Linked DNA regions of Muntiacus reevesi: region 2 is linked to region 1. A link is a contact called in public Hi-C data. All regions are on one chromosome and are shown on one strand. The core of a region is the stretch at or near the end of the contact, and the rest is flanking DNA. Distances in the headings are between cores, read along the strand shown.

What was found. Hi-C and Micro-C count contacts between places; a contact is called where the count stands out from the background.
Region 2: a contact with region 1 is called in a Hi-C map of muscle, with 7 times the contacts expected there. The contact joins the promoter of UHMK1 here to the promoter of HSD17B7 in region 1. A contact is called at or near these places in 2 of 3 Hi-C or Micro-C datasets (blood and muscle).

What each region holds. Positions count from the first base shown.
Region 1 is chr1:69,719,405-69,722,320 of mMunRee1.1, reverse strand. HSD17B7 (hydroxysteroid 17-beta dehydrogenase 7) reads left to right here and starts at 1,449. Exons shown (of 8, transcript XM_065946562.1): 1 at 1,449-1,569. The coding sequence starts at 1,535.
Region 2 is chr1:70,023,643-70,026,558 of mMunRee1.1, reverse strand. It overlaps UHMK1 (U2AF homology motif kinase 1), which reads left to right and starts at 1,500. Exons shown (of 8, transcript XM_065946626.1): 1 at 1,500-1,913. The coding sequence starts at 1,646.

The sequences.
Region 1 (2,916 bases), core at 200-2,699:
GAGATGTAATAAATCAGGGATGTCTCTTTTGCCTCTGGACTCTTTCTTTGGTCTAGCAATTGGGCAGCTACAAAAGTTGCAAGACTGTAAGGGTGCAGGCCAACACCGGAGTTAATTTTACTCCAGAACTTTCAGAGAATATTGTTAAATCATGGTTTCTTTATAATAGCTGTAAGTGGGTTATGGGTAGAAGTTGAATACCACTCAAAAAGAAAAAAATTACAGGAATTAAATCTTTAATAATCACATGTACTTCTTCAATCTAATTTTATTGGTGTAAGATTTATCTAATACTAAACTGATATCAAATTAATCAAAACGTCCAGGTTATTCAAGGCCAATGTAAATGACGTCAGTCTCGTATCTTTCAGAGATCATTGCTGTTTATAAATAATTGAAACTTTCAAAGTGGTTATGAAGTACCTTACACAGAGTTTGATACACGACGTGCAGAATTCCTTATGGTGGACCCAGACTGGTGATGGTCACATTGTTACTGCTGCTGCTGCTGCTAAGTCGCTTCAGTCGTGTCCAACTCTGTGCGACCCCATAGACGGCAGTAGCCCACAATAAATCCAGAAACCTAAAGTAAGCATTAGAAACTTTTATGGCAGTTTGGCAGAGTACTTACATCTGTTGAATTTAATTTAAAAAAAACTGAGGCTTGTATGCTTCTTGCTTTTAATTTTTCTAGCAATTTATTTTTATTGATTATTCCAGAAGTACCCATTTGGGGTGGCTTGGAAAAACAAAGCGGGTCCTTTATAACAAAGAACTTGAGACTCACTGAAATAGGAGGTTACAGGACAGGACCCATCACGTCCTATGGAATTCTGAGCTTCTCTGACTCTACACCATATTCCAAATTTTGAAAATTGGCAATTTATGCATTACTCTCCGTAAAGTTCTTAGTAAAATCAATGTTCATTTCCGCGAAGATGATTTTTTAGAGGAAGAGGACGAGTTTTGGAAACAGAAGGTTGGGTGTTAAATGGCACAGTGCCTGGACGGAAAACTAATGATCATCTCTAAACTTCACTTCCTAGCCTCAAACCTCTCCTCTAAAATACCGAGCTCTGGTGAAAATATCCTGAGGTCTTCCTGCCATGAAGTGCTAATCAGAGGCGTCAGGGTATTCACCCCGTGTGAGCCGCGAATCCCCTACCGGAGCGCAAGGCTAGAACGCCCCAAACGCGACAAAAGCCGGACGTCAGCGGGGCGAACCCGGGGCGGGACACCTTCGAGGCCCAGGAGCAGGGACAGCTCGGATTGGCTCGGGCCTCGTGCGACAACACGGCTCCGCCCCTCGGCCTACCTCACTCCATCCCGGCTCCTGCGCCGTGAGCGGCTGGCAGGCAGCGAGCGACGGAAGAGGGCCCGGCGCGAAATCCGTGACGTGACAGGGAGGCGGGGCCCCTCCGGGCCCTGATTGACGGCCCGGGGGCGTGGCCGACGCGGGGTTACGGGTCTAAGTGCAGGTGAGAGGCCTTGCTGGGTGCCTGCTTTGGGGCGCGTGGTCACAGGGTGCGCAACCATGCGGAAAGTGGTTTTGATCACCGGGGCGAGCAGGTGAGACCTCCTTCGAGACAGTGGAGGCGGCGGGGCTGGGGTCCGAGGGAGCAGGAAGTACCAAGCCAGGTGGACCCGCCACCGACCGACCCCAGGAGCCCCTATCGCTGACCCTGCCTCGGTGGGGTCGCGGGCCGGAGACCCTGTCCGGCTTTTCTCTGGGCTCCCCTATGCGCGAGGTACCAGGCCTGTGGGCGTCGTGAGCGGCTCAGTAACGTGCTTTCAATTAAACACGACAGCGAAAATAAAAGGCGAGCGCCACTCAGAGATGTGTCTCGGTGACGATCCTGTCGGTATGCAGAGAAAGTGACTCTACCCACTCACCTCGCCCCCTTTCCACTTTTGACTTTCTCATCACTGGTAAATTAGACCAGATCACCGTACTTTTTGTACTCTCGCAGTTTTTTTTTTTTTTTTTTTCAGTGCTAGACTTCCGCCCCTAGATACATTTCAGCGTCCAAGAACGTTAGAATACGGGTGCGGGGGGGAATATCTCATGTAGCACAGTGCTAGACACCTAGTATACCTACTCTTCAGAGACTCAGAGAAAAGTAACTTTTCTGTTAAGGCGTGGAAGGAGTGCAAGTAACCATACTGCCGAAGAGTAATTTAGTCTGGGGGCTGGGTATTTGGATTCAGCCTCTGTTTTACTTTTCGTTTGTAATTCAATGAACAGTGTGTGGAGGATGAAACTAACCAAGCCATTTTTCTAATTGAGGCGTTTGAGGGGTGGAGGGTGGTGGATTAAGGCTGAGGTTATGTTAAACGACATTTAAAATGAGTTCAGCTTTCAGTTATCTAGACATGTCCATGTTAACTGAAACAAACCTGGCAGGTGTCCTGTGATGTGCAGAATCTTAATATGCCCTCACCTGAATAACTTTAACAGCCAGTGTGGTGCTTTCTATGTTGACGTGCTTAAATAAGCCAGGCTTGATTTTGTGTTTGTTCCTTTTACAAATATTGTGATATGTGCAATTGTATATTTATAGAAAAGGCCTATTCTCAAGTGGGGATGAATAAACATAACTATGGTTTATTCATGGTGCAAGGCTCTTTGCCTGGAATCAGCTTTAAAGTCTTGGAAAAAGCCCACTTACCTAGGGTTTCACTGTTATCAGCCAAGCTGATCCGACCCCTCTCCCCACCTACTGTGTGCTTTCACAATGCTCTTTCTGAAGGAGGTCATTGACACATGTACTCATCCGTGGGTGGGGAAGATCCCCTAGAGGAGGAAATGGCGACCCTCTCCAGTATTCTTGCCTGGAAAATTCCATGGACAGAGGAACCTTGTAGGCAACAATCCATGGGGTCACCAAGAGTCAGACATGACTGAGTGACTAAGCA
Region 2 (2,916 bases), core at 251-2,750, 300 kb before region 1:
GTGGAACCCTCATGACCTAACTACCTCACAAAGTCCTCATCTCCAAATACTATCACACTGATGATTGGGGTTTTAAAATATGAATTTGGGGTCACCGAGAAGTTCAATCCATAGCACATTGCAAAGAGATATTGTTCAGGAGAGCAGAAAGAACAAGAAAGAAAGGGGCAGTATTTTCCTTTCAGTTAGAGACTGAAATTCCAAATGGGTGGCTAGTATTTCCTGGTGGGCACCAGCCATGTGGAAAGACAAGGATCTAACCAGAAAGAACACTGGAATAAGGAAAGTACAGGGCAAAAGGAAACCTACAAGGTGATTCTGCAAGAAAACATACAGAAGAGGAAATTAAAATGGCTGATAAAAATATGAAAAAGGTGTACACTACTAATAATAACAAAAATAAAAACCATAGCAAACATCATTTATTATTTATAAAATTAAAAAGAAAAAATTTTAATCATAATGATTTATATTGATATGTTTATAGTAAGTCATGCCTTCTTTGCTGATTAGAGAGAGCATAGATGTATATAACTAGTCTACAAAACAGGTTTGTGACAATCATAAATTTTGTAGACATTAACTATATATTTATTCCCTTCTAATTTCTAGTGGTTTTTTCTTTTACTACATAATAAATTACTCCAAAAGTTAGGAACATATAATAATACATATTTGTTGTCATAATTTCTGCAAGAATAAACTCAAAACTATCTTAGATAGGTGGTTCTAGCTTAGGGGGTCTCTCAAGGGTTTGCAGTCAAGATTTCAACCAGAGGTGCAGTCATTTGAAGATCTGCCTGGGACTGGGTGCTTTTTGATGAGATAGCCACAAGTAGACTATGAGGCACAGAGGCCTGGACATCCAGAATTACAGCCACAAGTGACCATGGGTGTGGAGGTGGTAGTAAACTCATGCCTTTAGTTTTAATAAGTGGGGTGTTCCCTCTGAGACACTGGCTACGAGAAAAGCAGGCAGGGTTTTATTTTCCTAGGTTTCCAGTGGTGAGGTGCCTCAACAGGAAAAAAGAGCAACTTTAGTGTCAGGTAACCATGGGTGAGGGGTTTCCCAGGTGGCGCAGTAAAACAATCAGCCTGGTAATGCAGGAGACACGGGTTCGATCCCTAGGTGAGGAAGATCCTCTGCAGGAGGAAATGGCAACAGATTCCAGTGTTCTTGTCTGGGAAATTCCATGGACAGAGTAGCTTGACGGGCTACAGTTCACGGGGTCACAAAGAGTCCGAGGCGACTGAGCATGCAGGCACGCACAACATGTGTGAGACCAGTTTATGTAGTGCCTGGAACAGTGAGGACTCCACACTTCACCACCTCTCAACCTCCGCCGTCTCCTCCAAGCCTAATTCGATCCCGTCACCCCTAGGCCCTGCCCCCTCTAGGCCCGCCTCCTTCAGCTGGCAGGATTGGCTCTTCCCCTATTTCCGGCTTCTGGGACCTCCCTCCCCACCCCGCCCCAGGAGACGGCTTCCGGTGTCATGGCGGCTTGAGGTCCCGGCAGTCGGTGAGGCGGCTGCAGGCCCGTCCCTGCGGAGCCGCTGGTCCGGCGGGCGGGGATGTGACCGCAGTCCCTGCCGGCCTGCCCCGGGCGTCGAGTCAGCTCCGTGTCAGCCCCCTCAGTCCGCACCGATGGCGGGATCCGGCTGCGCGTGGGGCGCGGAGCCGCCGCGGTTTCTGGAAGCCTTCGGGCGGCTGTGGCAGGTACAGAGCCGCCTGGGTAGCGGCTCCTCGGCCTCGGTGTATCGGGTGCGTTGCTGCGGCACACCCGGCTCGCCCCCAGGAGCGCTGAAGCAGTTCCTACCGCCAGGAACCACCGGGGCTGCGGCCTCGGCCGCCGAGTATGGTTTCCGCAAAGAGAGGGCGGCGCTGGAGCAGTTGCAGGGGCACAGGAACATCGGTAATTGCCGCTGCCTCCCTTCTTGTCTTGCCCAGATCCCAGTTTTAGCGTGCTGTCTCTCTCAGCTGGCGTTCCGTCTTCCGTCTTTTAGGCTGGAGAAGTGGGTCCGGCCCTGTACTCATCACCGGGTACAAGGCCGTTTCCCATCCCCCTTTCACTCTGCAATACGGGAAAGATTGTCTGCTTTGCTCGTAGTAGATGCTTAGTAAATGCTGTTTTGCTTCAGTTCTCATTAGAGAATGTTGCACAGAGAATTATCTTCTCAAGTGAAAGGAGGTGTATCTTTAGTAGATTGTCATCTCTTGTACGGAAATTTTGAATCTTTGCACACCAGTGAAAAATGGGAAATATTTCTCGTACTTGTGACGTCAATACTAATAACTCGTATAGGTTGTTCTTGATACATATTTGGTATGGATTTGGGAGAAATGACTCCTAAATTTTACATAGGTGTTCGTATGGAAGTGTGAAAATTATACATGTGCACTTATACTTTTAGCCAGGTAAGACCATGTTTTATCATTCAGATATTTAGAATGTGAGATATATAATGATTACTGGTGATTGATCTGCGAAAACAGTTTTCTTTCTTCTTATACCAACAGAGAGCTTATAATTAGTTATGGCTTTGGCTAATAAATGTCTTCCTGGCAGACGTGATCCATATTTAATTTGAAGAGTGACCTCTTTAATACTACCATTTAAAGAAGAATTTCTTAATACTAATGTTGCTTTTTTTTTTTTCTTTTCCAAGGGTTGCTAAATGGTGTATATAACCTGGCTATTTAGGAGGGAATTTTTTTGGCCTAAGTACTTGATGAATCTCTACAAGATTGTTAAAACGTCATTGAATGTCTTAATCTCTCCTTTTAATACTTAGATTATAGAATGCTATTCCGGATCAGGAAAGGATCTTCAGTTTTGATTTTGCATGTTGTGACATTTACGTTAAGAGTACTTAGTATTTGGATTTTTCTTCTGATCAGTTTTGCTTGGCACCCTA